Linked DNA regions of Mus musculus: region 1 is linked to region 2. The links are chromatin contacts, called in public HiChIP or PLAC-seq maps. All regions are on one chromosome and are shown on one strand. Each heading gives the region's core, a stretch centred on a gene start, on an enhancer-like site or on the middle of the called end of the contact. The rest is flanking DNA. Distances are from core to core; before and after follow the strand shown. Region 1 overlaps Junos (a long non-coding RNA gene). Region 2 overlaps Gm12694 (a long non-coding RNA gene).

What was found. HiChIP or PLAC-seq counts read pairs in DNA pulled down with a chosen protein or histone mark.
Region 1: a FOXA1 HiChIP or PLAC-seq map of pancreatic cancer cells shows a contact between it and region 2. The contact joins two enhancer-like sites. A contact is called at or near these places in 1 of 15 datasets of contacts at CTCF or cohesin (the NIH/3T3 cell line), 27 of 484 Hi-C or Micro-C datasets (the AML12 cell line, the C10 cell line, the C2C12 cell line and 19 more) and 3 of 115 datasets of contacts at active chromatin or transcription factors (the NIH/3T3 cell line, bone marrow-derived dendritic cells and pancreatic cancer cells).

What each region holds. Positions count from the first base shown.
Region 1 is chr4:95,157,407-95,164,005 of GRCm38.p6, forward strand. Junos (a long non-coding RNA gene) reads left to right here. Exons shown (of 5, transcript XR_867920.3): 4 at 3,785-4,049. Among named protein-coding and RNA genes, the nearest start is that of Gm12708, 33 kb to the right of the region's middle. Within about 2 kb of position 4,060, at least 294 of the 459 cell types and tissues checked have an H3K27ac peak or open chromatin away from gene starts, as enhancers often do. A contact at or near this core is called in liver and pancreatic cancer cells, where this site is marked.
Region 2 is chr4:95,002,896-95,010,279 of GRCm38.p6, forward strand. The region is part of intron 2 of Gm12694 (a long non-coding RNA gene); the gene reads left to right. Among named protein-coding and RNA genes, the nearest start is that of Gm12694, 27 kb to the left of the region's middle. Within about 2 kb of position 2,541, at least 11 of the 459 cell types and tissues checked have an H3K27ac peak or open chromatin away from gene starts, as enhancers often do. A contact at or near this core is called in liver and pancreatic cancer cells, where this site is marked.

The DNA of each region.
Region 1 (6,599 bases), core at 2,810-5,309, 160 kb after region 2:
CAAGCAGTGGGGGCTGGGAAGACAGCATATACATACATACATATATATATATCCTGGCAGCAAATGCCAACCTCTTCCTATCCCCTTAGAGTCTTCCCCACAGACGTCCTTACCGCAGCATCGGTCTGTGTTCTAGATGAGCCCAGATCTTGCCCCACAAGAAAATCCACAGACCGAAGACACTGGTGTGCCAACACAACTGTGCTCGGAGAAAGAAGCTCGTCAAAGTGTCTACATGGCATATTTCCATTTACAGAAAATGGAAGCTGATCTACAGAAAAGGATAGAAAGTAGGCAAAAGCTATTTGCTGAAGGGAGACAGGAGAAAAATGTACAAAGGCCAGAAAAAAAATGGAGGTTATGAAAATGCTGGCTGTCTGGATGGTGGGGAAGCTTTCCCAGGTCTGTAGCTCACAGAGCTCGGCAAGCCCTTGTGGTTTAGCATGGACCAATTACTTCTCCATGAATGCAGAGAAAAAGAGGAAGCTTGGGGAGATGAGAGAAGAAGGACAGCACATCATTCATTGTCTTGAAGCGAGATCCCAATGGGAACACTGTGTACCATTAAGCATATAGGGGAAAGGAGGGGAACTGTTCTCTGTCAGGGGCTTCTAAGGCAATTTTCAGGAGAGAGCTACAGAAACGTGCATTGGTCAAGATATGGGCTGGGGAGTTAAAAAAGAAAAAGGCAGAAATGCAAGTAGCCCCCCCAAGTTTTGGAGGTGCTGACATTAAAGTGAGTTGTATCCTATTTTCTTTGGGTATTCAGACACATGCCCTCCTTGGCAGGGCGCTTGGCTTTGCTAATAAGATCCCTACGTCTTGGAGGACATCTCTCAGGTCCTGCACTCTCAGGTTTCCCCTTTGAGTTCTCCTGCCAAATGTTCCCTGGCTGAGCCATGGGTAAGCTCAGGCCCAAGGCCCTCGGTGCCCCCATTTCAGCCTTTTCGAAATCAGAGTAAGAAGGTGGGGGATGACTGGGGGGCTTCATGTGTGATGTGCTAATATTCTAGGTCCAGTAGTAACTGATAAGTATACTTGGAGGATTTTGAATAGTTTATTAGAATATACTATAGTGTAGTAGAAGGACAGTTAAGATTTGTTACAACATAGTACCCCAATTAACTGGCTAATTGATTCCAAAGCCAATTCTAACCACTGCTCTTAAGAGTTTGAAAAAAATGCTCACGTGGGCTTTGGACGATTTATTATTCATATTTTTACATAAGGACTCTCTCAGTCACACGAGAAACCTACACATGAAATCATGGATTAGCTCTTGCTTTCAATTTCCTTGGAATGTTTGTTGGTTTTAAAAGGGCTCTCTTTCAAAAGTGTCCTTATTAATTAAATCAACCAGTCAGCCGCATTCCCTGCTTCTAACTCAGCACTCAAGTTTAAACTTGGTTCGGGAGTCAGCTTTCCAACCTTGGCTTAAGGGGCATTAGTCACTCTGAGCAAAATATGGCATCTGAACAGCTGTCTTGGGTACTGAGCGTCCAGGCCTATGTGTCTGGAGAACAGACAAAGGGGGTAGGTGTGGAAGGGAGGCAAGTTTAATTTCTGAATATATATATGTTCTGCACCCCAGGCTTTTTACAAAGAATATCTCTTGATTTTCTCAACAGGTCATGAGTGTGTTCTGCCTTCCCCATTATAACAAGGTCAAGATTGGTCAAAGACCATCCTGTTAACAAGGGGTAGAGCTGGGGCTAGAGTACAAACACTGACTCCTCTGCAGTCTTTCCTGTGTGCTGTCATGTATGTATACATGTATGTATACATCTGTGTGCTGTCATGTATGTATACATCTGCCCTAAACTTCTGACCCCCAAATACAGTGCTTTTATTCCAAGATCCAGATGGCAAAACAGAAACTCAAAAATGCGATATTCTCCACATAAACTAAACACAGACTCTGGACTCGAATTTCACAGTCCTGGGAGGATTACTTCACCTATCATCCATCCATCAGCACCAATCCACCTACCCACTCACCCATCCACCCACCCTCTTACCCACCCACTCACCCCCTCACCCATCCACCCACCCCCTCACCCATCCACCCACCCTCTTACCCACCCACTCACCCCCTCACCCATCCACCCACCCCCTCACCCATCCACCCACTCATTCACCCTCCACCCACCCACTCACCCATTCACCCACCCACTCACCCATCCACCCACCCCCTCACCCATCCACCCACCCCCTCACCCATCCACCCACCCCCTCACCCATCCACCCACCCCCTCACCCATCCACCCACCCACTCACCCATCCACCCACTCACTCAAGAGAGTGTCAAGAGCTCACCCTGCTCTGGGGACTGCCTGGTTTCTTAGAGATGGGGCAAATTGTAGATAGTCCCCACTCTTTAAGAACTTGTAGTCGAATAAAGAAGGAAAACACACCACATTAGACAACCTAATTGGAGCATGAAGGGTCCTCTAAGGTACTATGAAAGAGATGGGAACATAGAAGACAAAGCATCCAATTACCTTGCCAATAAAGCAAGGGAGGTTCCAGAAAGGAGGTGACATTGGACTATAAATACACACTCTCCCAGAAGAGAAAGGGGGAGGAAGGTTTCTCTAGGCAGAGAGCACCAAAGCACTGCTGCGCACACACCGAATCCCTGCCACCTGCTTAAAGCACCGTCTCTAATGCCTAGAATTCTGTGGACTAGGTATTATCCATAACACTTCACAGAATAGGAGCATAGGCACACAGAGGTTAAGTACTTGGCCCGTGGTTAGAGGTCTGCTAAGACAGGCCTTGAAGTCAACTCTTGAAACCTGGTTTCAAAGGTCATCCTCTTAGACACTCACTCACTGAGAACTGAGTGGGGGCCATCTGTTAGGAGTTTCTTGTGAGGAGGGACACATAAACAGGAAGCAAGCCATGGGCTCTTCCTGTAGGCTTTCTCCACGCAGCCTTATGCTGCTAATCTCAGGAACTTGGACTTGCTAGATCCATAACAGAATTAATACTCTCTCTATCTCTTTCTCTCTCTCCCCCCTCTCTCTCTAGCTCATGTACAGAGGCAAGATTCTCTCTCTACTTATGAGGCCACAGAAGAGAAAGACACCTTTATTTACTTTTGACTGAAAACATTATCTGTCTACTGTAGACACACCTGTATCTTTGGTTAGTTGGATGTCAGTATCTGAGTTGTTCGATTTCTGTGTCCAACAGTTTGGGTAATGCATGAGGACATAGCCTTTGTTCGTCTCCTTTGCCACCCCCTGAGTGCCCAGCATAGCACTTGGCCACAACTGGTACTTAGACATTTCCAGTGAATATTTACTGAAAATGTGTTGAGTGACTTCTGGGTTTTGATTAATTATTTAGGAAGCAAATTGTGGGTTTATTTGCTTTGCTAGTAAGAGGACGTAGCTGAAGGAACTCTGAAGGTGAAAGAGACCTTTGTCTTAAGTCAGTGGTTTACAAAGTGCTTTTCTAAGTTTGCCTTCTGGATTCTAATTCAGCTACTGTCCCGCTCAAGCTTTCTGAGGTCATCACATCAGTGTTGGGAGACAGCAAGTTTGAGTCCCTATCCATTCTCATCCTTTACACCCTCTCGGATCGCCTGATCTCCTTCAGTCTGTGCCTAAACACTGTGAAGGAAGAAAGTTCATAAACTCATAGGGCACACTGTCCCCCTATCGGATGGGCAAGGACAGTACCACTGTCAACATGTCCTGAGCGCTTCTTGGGTACTAGGTTCGGTCCCTGTCGCCAAACATAATGACCAGACATTATTTTCTTTCTCCTCTCCTAGCTCTAAGACTCACGCCCTACTCTCCTGCCCTCCACTGCTCGCCCCGGGCTCTCCGGCCGCCACCGCCTGCCCCGCCCGCGCTTCGCCACCCCAGCCTCCCGCACCAGACGCCGGCTGCTCCTGCGCTCCCACGCCCGCGCACCTCGCTCTCCCAGCCCCGCGCTCCCACACCCGGCGCGGAGGAGGCGGGCGCCCGGGGCGAGGGCAGGGCGGCCACGTCAGCGGCGCCGGCTCGCTCCGCCCTCCGCGGGCCTCCCCATAGAAGGTAAAGCCTGGGCAGAGCCCGCGGGCGTCCTCAGGCTGGCAGCTCGGGCTGCTGGTTTCAGTTTCTGAAGAGCTAGGCCTTGAGCAAACACTGGCTGGCGGGAGGAGGGTGTTGGACGCCTTCCCAACAGATAATGTGATTCCCTGCCGCTGGGAGCCACCCACGGTGGGAAGGGGCAGCGCAGGGACCTGCGCAGGACAGCCACGGTCCTGGGCGGCTGGGGGAGCCTGAGCTCGGACCCTTCTTCCTCATCTGTAAGGCTGCCCCTCTCTCCGTGGACACTTAAAATGTTTGCTTTCTTTCTGAGAAAGAAACAGAGGGAGATCGCCAAGACCAACATGAACTCCAAACTCAGGGCATTCCTCACTCTACTCTGACCTTTTTGTAGATGCACTTTTTTTTTTCTTCTCAAAGGCCAGACCTATCCCTACCCAGCGGGTGACCTGTGTACATTTCCTAACTTCTCTGTCTCATTATCCTCACCCATAAAATGGGAGTAATGATACTTATCTTTAGATACGCTCCGAGGGTTAGATTAGCTATAGATTATACATATTAAGCACTTAGTGCCTTCAATCAGCAGTAATTAACATTATTATTAATTGTATTGTTATGGCGTATGACTAATCATGAGATAGATTCTTAGTGCTTCTGGGAGCATAAGTAAAAATATGCTCATTTAAAAAATTTTATTGAGGGAGGGAGTTTTATGAGGTGAATATAAAGAGTAGCACTGAGTCAGGATATAGTCGTGCATGTGTCTCATTTCATAAAGAAACTTGGAAAGCCGGCATTATGTCCACTGTACAGGTGAGGACTCTGAAGCTTCCAGAAGTCACTGGCTCATCTCAGACTCTGGGTCAGTATCTAATTTTTCTCTCTTTCTTTGAGACTTGTCCTTATATAGCCTAGAATAGTCTCTAACTCACCAAGTAGCTGGGGATAGCCTTGAACTCCTTAAAAAAAAAAAACAAAAAAACCAAATATTTCGTTTCCTCTTTCTCCCCCTCCTGCTCCTCCCCCACTTCGTGCGTGCGTGCTTGTGTGTGTGTGTGTTTGCCCAAGGAGTTCAAAAGACAGGAACTGGAATTAGAGGCTGTTAGGTGCTGCCCTATGCTGGTTGCTGGGAGGAGAGCATAGGTCCTCTGGGAGATCAGCAAGAGCTCTAATCTGCTGAGTCATCTCCCCAACTCCCAGACTTGAACTCGTGATCTTCCTGCCTCGTTAGCCTAAGTGTCACACACCTAGCTCTCTCTCCTCCAGTGACCACACCCCACCCCAGCAGGGTCACACCTGTTTGCCTCAGCAAAGGTACCTCCTTTCCTTTGCATAGCCTCCCATCCTCCCCGCATAGCCTCCCATCCTCCCTTTCGCCAAGCTCTTCAACCTGGAGAAAACCTAGTCAAGTCTGGATGCCAGAAGAAGGCCACTGTCTGCTCCAGGAGACTTTCTGATCCACCCCCACCACCTCCACCCCTCTTCTGCTGCCTGCAGCCCAGGCTGTACAGACTTGTTGTCACCACCATGTCTCTGTTTGTACTGTGCCTCCTCTCAGTAGGCCTCCACAGCTGACCGGTGCTGTCTACAGTCTTAGGACCACCCCCTCCCAGGTTTAGTTCTGAGCTTTACTGGTTGAAAGACTGGGATCTCTGATTTTTACTCTCTGCCTGTCACCTCCCTAATACAGAAGGTGGATTTCAGCAACACTGTCAGCTTGTAGTGTTGCGATCCATACAGGATGTCTGGGCAGTCAGTGGTCTGAACTTACAACTGACAAGGCTCAGGGAATGAGACAGCCTGAGGTCTTGGGTGTTACTTAGGGACAGAAAGAGGAACAGTGCCAACGGGAGAACCAAAATCATGGCTAGGCCTCAGAGGGGATGGTTCCAACCCAAGCCTCCCTGAATCTTCACATGTGGTCTTGGCCTTGCCTCTTTACTTCTTGGGATTCACCCCCCCCGCCCCCCCACCCCAAAGTTAGATTAAATACCATTAGCGGCCAGTCATTTGTCTGTGGGACTTGTACTGCCCTGTGTTCCCGGTTTAGGGTCACACACAGAAGGAACAGGAAGCACAGAACTCAGCCATTGCCTCTCATGAGCTGACAGTAACTATGGTAGTTTACAGTGTCTGCTGAGTAGGTCCTGGTATCTGGCACCGGGCCAAGCATCATTACTGCCCTGTTCCCCCTGAGAGAAAGGACTTCTGCAACTACCATTCTACAGCTGAGGGAATAGGGTCTGAGGCCAAAGAGCCAGCAACTCATTGGTCAGATACAACTGCTCAATCACCTGCAGGAATCCTTTTGAGTACAAACTTGTTCAGAGATATCTGATGACACAGAGACTCTTATCTTTCAAGCCTGTCCTTTATTAATGCTCAGAATAGCTCAAAAGGTCATGCTGCCATCTTTGCATTAGTTTCTTGGCTTTGACTTGGGCCCCAGGCAGCGTCAGTCAGGATGAGAGCTCATGGAAGGAGACAAGACAATATACTCTTCCACAGGGAGAACAAGTCTTCAGGGACTTTTCATGATAGGATGCTCAGAAT
Region 2 (7,384 bases), core at 1,291-3,790:
TGTATCCTAGGCTTACTTTAATCATTTTATGTGCTAGTACACTCTATGGAGGTGTTGGTGCAGTGGGTCACACTGAGGAACCCTGAAAGGACTTTAGGAAAGTTGTCTGAAGAGCGAAGTCTGCTGTTTATCATATCATCATTGCCATTGTCACAATTCTTTATGAGTTCATTGAGAATTTTATCATATATTTTCCTCATGCACCCCGTCTCTTCCATATCTAACATTTGGGAATTTGGAAGAGAAAGGGGGTCTCACTCTATGACTTTGACTGGCCCAGTGCTTAACTATGAAGACCAGGTTGGACTTAAGCTCATAGTAGTCTTTTGGCCTCAGCATTCTGAGTGCTAGGATTACAAATATGAGCCGCCATGCCTCTCTTCCAAGATCATTAAAAAAAAAAAAGTAAGGTCTGGTATTAAGACTCTGAGTTGCATGATAAAGCTTAAATGAGCATGCGCTGTTTTATTACCAGCTATAATGATATTTCCTGTAAATACATTTTGTCTTACTTATACCTCCAGCTGTGTGGTGATAAATGTACAGGTGTTTCTTCTAGAAAACAGGCTTGAAGGGAAAGGTGACAGCTGACATGTATAAATTACAAAGGGGGTGGGCAGTGGTGACGCACGCCTTTAATCCCAGCACTTGGGAGGCAGAGGCAGGTGGATTTCTGAGTTCGAGGCCAGCCTGGTCTACAAAGTGAGTTCCAGGACAGCCAGGGCTATACAGAGAAACCCTGTCTCAAAAAACAAAACAAAAACCAAAACCACCACCACCACCACCACCACCACCACCACCACCAACAACAACAACAACAACAACAACAAAAAAAACCAAAACCAAACAAACAAATTACAAAGGGAAGGAATTTGACTGTGGACAAAATATGGTATGAGCCCCGTTGGATCTACTGGACGGAGCAACTTTCTACTCTAATGTGAATGCCTGGGCTTAAACTGAGGTGAGGTAACTTTGCATAACTATGCTCATTTCTTCTCTGACAATCTGATAGTTAAGTCACGTTGTGGCAGATGAGTAGAGGTTCTCCTTATCAGTTAAGAACAAAGGATGGGCAAGCTTAGGATTCTGCCCATGGACACAAGGCCCTGAGACAAAGTGCTGAGGGGGAGGGAAGGCTCCCCAGGTGATGGGAGTGTTTGGAGACACAGGGATACCTAACAGTATCTGGAGACTCGACGGCTGATTCAATGGTTATTTACTGAGTGACTCCTCTATGTCAGGTGACACATCATAGAAATAATGTGTGGCTGTCATCCAGAAATTCATTGTTAGAGGTTGAAATATACGTCTGAAATCCCTATGGGGAAGTCCTGATCCCCTGGTACCTCATAATGCGACTGGATTCACCAATAAGGCTTTTAAAAAGGTAATACAGGTAGCAAGAAATGAGTCAGGTGGGCCTTAGTCCAGAAATACGGTGTCATTCTAGACTATGGCATGGAAGGCAGGACTTCTTGCACAGGAGAAGAGAAGCGTCAGAAGAAGTCACCCTGCTAACCCTTTAATCTACATCTTCTAGCCTCCAGGACGGTGGGAAAATAAATTCCTGTTGCTTAATTGGACAACTTGTGGTATTTTGTCATGGCAGTTCTAGGAAATGAATGCATGCTGGGAATATAAATTTTGCAAGATGTAGTTTCCTGGACTTCAAATGTCCATGCTACAGGGAGACCTTAGACAAGCACTGGTGATTCTGGGCTGTGATGTAGCGCAGTTGCCTTTAGCTGGGTGCAGGTGAGTTTGGCCATAACCCTAAACTTTTTTTTTTACATGTTTTCACATATTTTTTGACTTATTTACTTTGACCTTCATATCACCCAATGGCATGACTCTGATGCCTGAAGGAGGTCCCTTTCTGTGCTATCTGGTTGATACATTCCTCTCTGCTCCACCCAGGGACAATCTGTTGACCTTCAAATACTCCTCCATATTTCAATTCTGCCCTTCCCCTTCCACTCAGTTTCTTCTGTCTCTTCAATATGGACCATTTGTCTTGTTTAATTCCTTATTTCCCTAAACCAATACCCTATGTAGCCATATAGGCATATGCATATACAGGTTGTTTCACTTTTCTGTTAGTGTGCTTGCCTTCTGTATACAAATCTCTCTCTCTCTCTCTCTCTCTCTCTCTCTCTCTCTCTCTCTCTCTCTCTCTCTCTCTTTCTTGTTAGGTTGGTTGTATACTTTCAGAGCTCAACTTGATGCCCAGCATAGAGTTTTGCTCCAAATCTAGTAGAATATGGGAGTGGAATTAGAATGGGCCCTAGACTCTGGGTTCTTTCTTTGCTATAACCTACAAGAACAAAGAACATTCATCCAGAAAAAAAAAAAGAAAAAAAAAGAAAAACAGAAAAAAAGAATGACTTTACAGGGTAGCGTGTAGACGGGTTGTACACACACGCATGAGTAACTGTGTTATCTTCAGTAATGATTTTAGCTCTGACACTAGACCACCTCCATTATACCAGTCAGCCAGCAGTGTGATGACCAATTTTCCAAATGATTAACCAAATGTTTGCTTTGCTCAATCTAACAGAGCAATTAGAGAGAATGGTGGTGAGACCAGGACGAGAAGTCTTAGAGAGCAGAGAAGGGAGCAGTCCTAAGCAAAGAACAATGGAGCTTGCTTTTAAGATCGTCTTTTAAGAAAGATGAGTGGAGTTCATGAGTATTCCAGAGAGTGAATGGCTCAGGCCACGTCATGAGACTTGGGATTGTGCAATAAAGATCAAGAGGACATGAGCATGTTGGGGGTAGGGGATAGGTAGAAAATTAAAGGTCACAACCAACATCTTTGTGCACAACATTTGTTTACATTTGAAATATTTATAGAAAGTTTTAGATTTGAGCATTGTTTATACTACCAAAATATTGGAAATGTCCAAGATATGAGAAAAGATAAAGTATGATGCATTTATTCAGTATAATATAATAGCTATATGATTAAATATGGTTGTAATAAAGATCTTGATATAACTATGTCTTTTGAGTAATCATAAATGAAATAGCAGGGTTTGGCTTGATCATATGTATTTAAAAATAAAATAAATTATAATCAGAGGAATCAAATGTAGGAAATAATGTCAGTGATGGTCATTTGGGTGATGCCCTTCTACGCTGTTATAGCTTATTTTGTGCTTTTCAGTTATCTACAATGGAAATGAAAGTCTCACGATGGACCTTTGAAAGATCCAGCAAGGCCTGGTAGTGCAGGACTGTAGTTCCAGCTCCTGAGTGAATCAGAAGGATCAGAAGTTCAATGCCTATCAGGGCTTCATGTGCATTCAAGCTGTTTGGTTTACAGGGTGAGTGTAAGGTCAGTCTGGACAAGTTGGCAACACCCTGTTCAAATTTTTTTTTAAGTAAAGAACAAAAATTCTGGGGGGATGCATGTCAGTGGCAGGATGCTCGCCCATCACGTATGAGGCCCCTGGCTCAACCCCTAGCACCACACGTGATAGGAAAGAAAATGCTCGTGTCCTGCCCCCAAGATTTCTGATGTCAGTCCTTTACAGTTTATGGTTAAAAGACGAAGTTTGTAGGAACCTTGTGTGACCAGAAGAGAAAAGGCCACAAAGGCCGGGCGTGGTGGCACACGCCTTTAATCCCAGCACTTGGGAGGCAGAGGCAGGCGGATTTCTGAGTTCAAGGCCAGTCTGGTCTACAGAGTGAGTTCCAGGACAGCCAGGGCTACACAGAGAAACCCTGTCTCAAAAAAAGAAAAGAAGAAAAAAAAAAAAAAAGAAAGAAAGAAAAGAAAATTAAAAAAAAAAAAGGAAAAAAAAGGCCACAATATCACTGAGAGACAAAGAAAAGATCAAGAAAGAAAACAAAAGACCAATGGCTGTAATTTTGTCTGTCCTTATCTAAAACTGAGAGGCGATATCAATTGTTAGTCTTTCTAGTGAACTCTGGGCCCAAAGGGTAGAAAGAGGGTTAAGTCCCACCACAACCCAACACCACTTTCAGTCTCACTGAAAGCTTCCCACTGACTTTTAGTCTCTAAGCAGACAGTGCTAGCGCAGTGTCACACACGGTTCAGCCAACCCCTTCCAGTCCATTTGAGTTCTGTCCTTCTGTATGAACCTGCTGAGAACAGATAATTCTCCATGAGACACTTCTGCTATTCTCTGACCCTCTCTATATGAGGTTTAATGAGACCACATGTAATGTCTGCATCGCTGTCTCCTCCACACCGGACACAAGCCCCCACACACGTAAACACTGGAATCCTGACACAGGGCTGCACATAAGCAAACACTGTAAACATCAATGAACACACAAGGGAAGGACTGAATGCATGTTCCTTGAGTTTTCCCCTCCTGGTAATGGGTCCCAGTTCTGTCTTAGTAAATCCTTCCTGACGTGGTTTCTGAACTTTCATTTACCATCCTACACCTCATATTAAAATGCCGAGCTCACGAATCTGCACAATAGTTCTCACCCAATCCATGGGATCTTCAGCTTCTCCAGAATGATCTATTTCAGAGGGAGATGATCTTCCCCAGGGAAGAGCACACCAACTGACTCTCCTGTACCAGATTGTCAGCCCTGAAATCATACATGCAAGTAACATTATATGGCCTGAACAGGCTACATTTAGGTATATATGTCTACATATATATGCATGTGATAACAATTAGTGAGAGGAAAGGAGGCCATGGGTTTGAAGGAGAGCAGAGGGGTCACAGCAGAGTTTGAAGGGAGGAAAAGGAAGGGAGAGATGTAATTATCTTATGACCTCAAAAATAAAGAAGGATGACCCATTGTTTTGTGATGTGACTCAAGATTTTCATGACCACTGTGAAAGTCACTGGTGTTCAAGATGCATGTAATTTGCAGGGTTAGGGCTTGGAGTGCATGGGAGCAACCCAGCGGCACCATTTCTAGTTACACGACTGAAGACCTTACACAACACTGTGCAAAAGACAGCACAGTCAGCCAGAAGTCCTTTAACGGCCAAGGACTCTGTCACTCAGAGTCCCTATTCTGCATGCTCCTTATTCGTCAAATGGAGATAATTAATAGTCCATGCCTTGGAGAGTCGTTGGGGACTCATCAAAGCATGCATGGGAACAATCACTGAGACCTTCAGTAAATTACTCAAGTCTCTGATTCTCAGAACACTGCCCGAGTCCTAGCTTTCTCTCCATGCCTGCCCATTCCAGATTGCTGTCAGTCAATCTAGCAAATGCTTTCGTTCTTTCGCTAATCCTCAACTTCTTTTTTTAGATTAAGAGTAATTACTCCCAAATGTATACATGAAAGCCTGACTCTTGCCTAACATACATCAAACCATCTGTACATATGTGTCTAGGTTTTATTTATTATTCTTCATTAAATCTATTTCAAGTGAAAACAGTCAGTTTGCCTAAGCATTAAATTATCTCAGCACAGCGGCGTTGCTCTGCTGCCATTTTCCACCAGAGGTCACTGTTTCTCTAGGAAGGGGTCAGCCTAGCGTTTAAAACCAGACAGATCTTTTGGGAAGGTGATGTTTCTCCCGCGATCACAGAATTAAGTGCATACCAAAGTACTAGGAGTATAAGGATGGTGCCATTTCGATTTTACTTCCTGGATAAAAGTTCCAGCTATTGCCGAAATGCTAAAGGCCTGTGTCCTGCAAGGGCCTTTTAGACAGTTTAGTACAGGGGTCTCACAAATGAGACCAAGCTCAATCTGGTTTCGTACGCTTTTGTTGTTATTTATTTTGTCACACACATGTTGATTACTATTGTTATTACTGGGCAGATAGATTAACCACAAGATCACACATTAAAAAAATATAGATTTAATAACAATCCTTAAAAAAATAACCCCAAAATCCTCACAATGCCAAGTCCACCAGCCCTTATGGCAACAGCTTCTAGAACTCATTTAATTCACACCATTATTCAACAAGGCACATGCTGGTCTGCTCACTAGTTCCCATTTAGCCCCCTGTATCTACCTGAACCTCAGAACTGGAGTATGTGACCCAAATGTTCTGCTACACACCCTTCGTGATGACACTGGAGTCGAGAAGTAAGGAGTTGCTTACTCAAGGTCACACCATGAATGAGGTGCTGTGTTCAGCTCCCGGGCCTCCCAGTACGGATGGCTGTGGTCAGTTCCCACTCCAGCAGATTCTCAGACACAGGCTGGTCCTGACCCCCAGATATGCCTTAGTTAGTACCTCCAGTCCTTTCTTCCTCTTTTCCAGCAGGCTAGGGTTCCAAGGAGGATGAAAGAGGCCAGGAAGGCAGACTCAGTAACATCTGAGGCTTTGGGGGTACAAAGAGAAGGGGTCCTGGAGAAAAGGGAGAAAAGCAATCCGCCACAGGACCCTATTCTTGGTGGCTACTGTTCTCTAAATTCTAGTTTGACTTCTTAGCCTCCCAATTTCTTTCGTTGATCATAAAGAATATCAGGGTTTTGATTTGCTCATCTGTAAAATGGGAGCATGATTGCATTGTAGGAGTGGTATAAAAATGGTGTTCTGTGAGTATATCATTAATGACCCATTCATTCCATCATTAACTGCCTGATCAGGTGTCAGGTGCTGGGTCACATGAGTAACTAAAACCTGGCTATCCTCAAGAAGTAGCAGTCACTTGGGAGGAAACAGAAGAGGCAGGTACCATGTCTCCCTGACAGCGCTGTGCTTTCAGCATTGAATCTCCACTTGTCAACTGTTGTCTTCCTAAACCAGCGATTCTGCTCTTGGTGCTGCATTAAAACATCTGGAGAATTCAAAACAAAACAAACAAACATTTTTAATATTCACAGTTTCCTAATTTCTGGGAACTAGAATTTTAGGAAGTTAATGTAGTCAGTCCTGTTGAAAATGACTTCAAAGCGCCACACAGGCTAGAACCCTTGTCCTTAACCCTGCTCTCACTTGCCCCTCATTCTCCAACTGTGACCCACTTTTCCTATGCTAGCCACACTTCCTGTGATGGCCATACTCCTACCCTTGACTCTGGCATATTAATTAAACCCTTCTCAGCCTTGGTTTGTTTATAGAAAACTATGGGTCTAGGGGACACAGCTATCACCTATGCAGTATTCATTACATTTTTTTGTCCTTTTTCCTTTTTACCCCAGTTTCCCTTTTCCTTTTTCTTCCTTTATTCAATTGCTTGATCTTTTACCATTGGTAAGCTTAGGGATGAGACTCTGGCCCAACTCTGTTAAATAAGATGTAGGAGGAGCCTTTGAAGAAAATGTTTTGTTCCTAAGAACCCCTAAGAACTTCATCATGAGAACAGTTATTACCCCACTGTAACCAGCTGAGGGTGAGGGTACCACAGGGCCCAACACTGGAAGGTGAGTGCTAGCTCACTGGTGTGTTTAGGTTAAAGTTAGATTAAAGATGGGT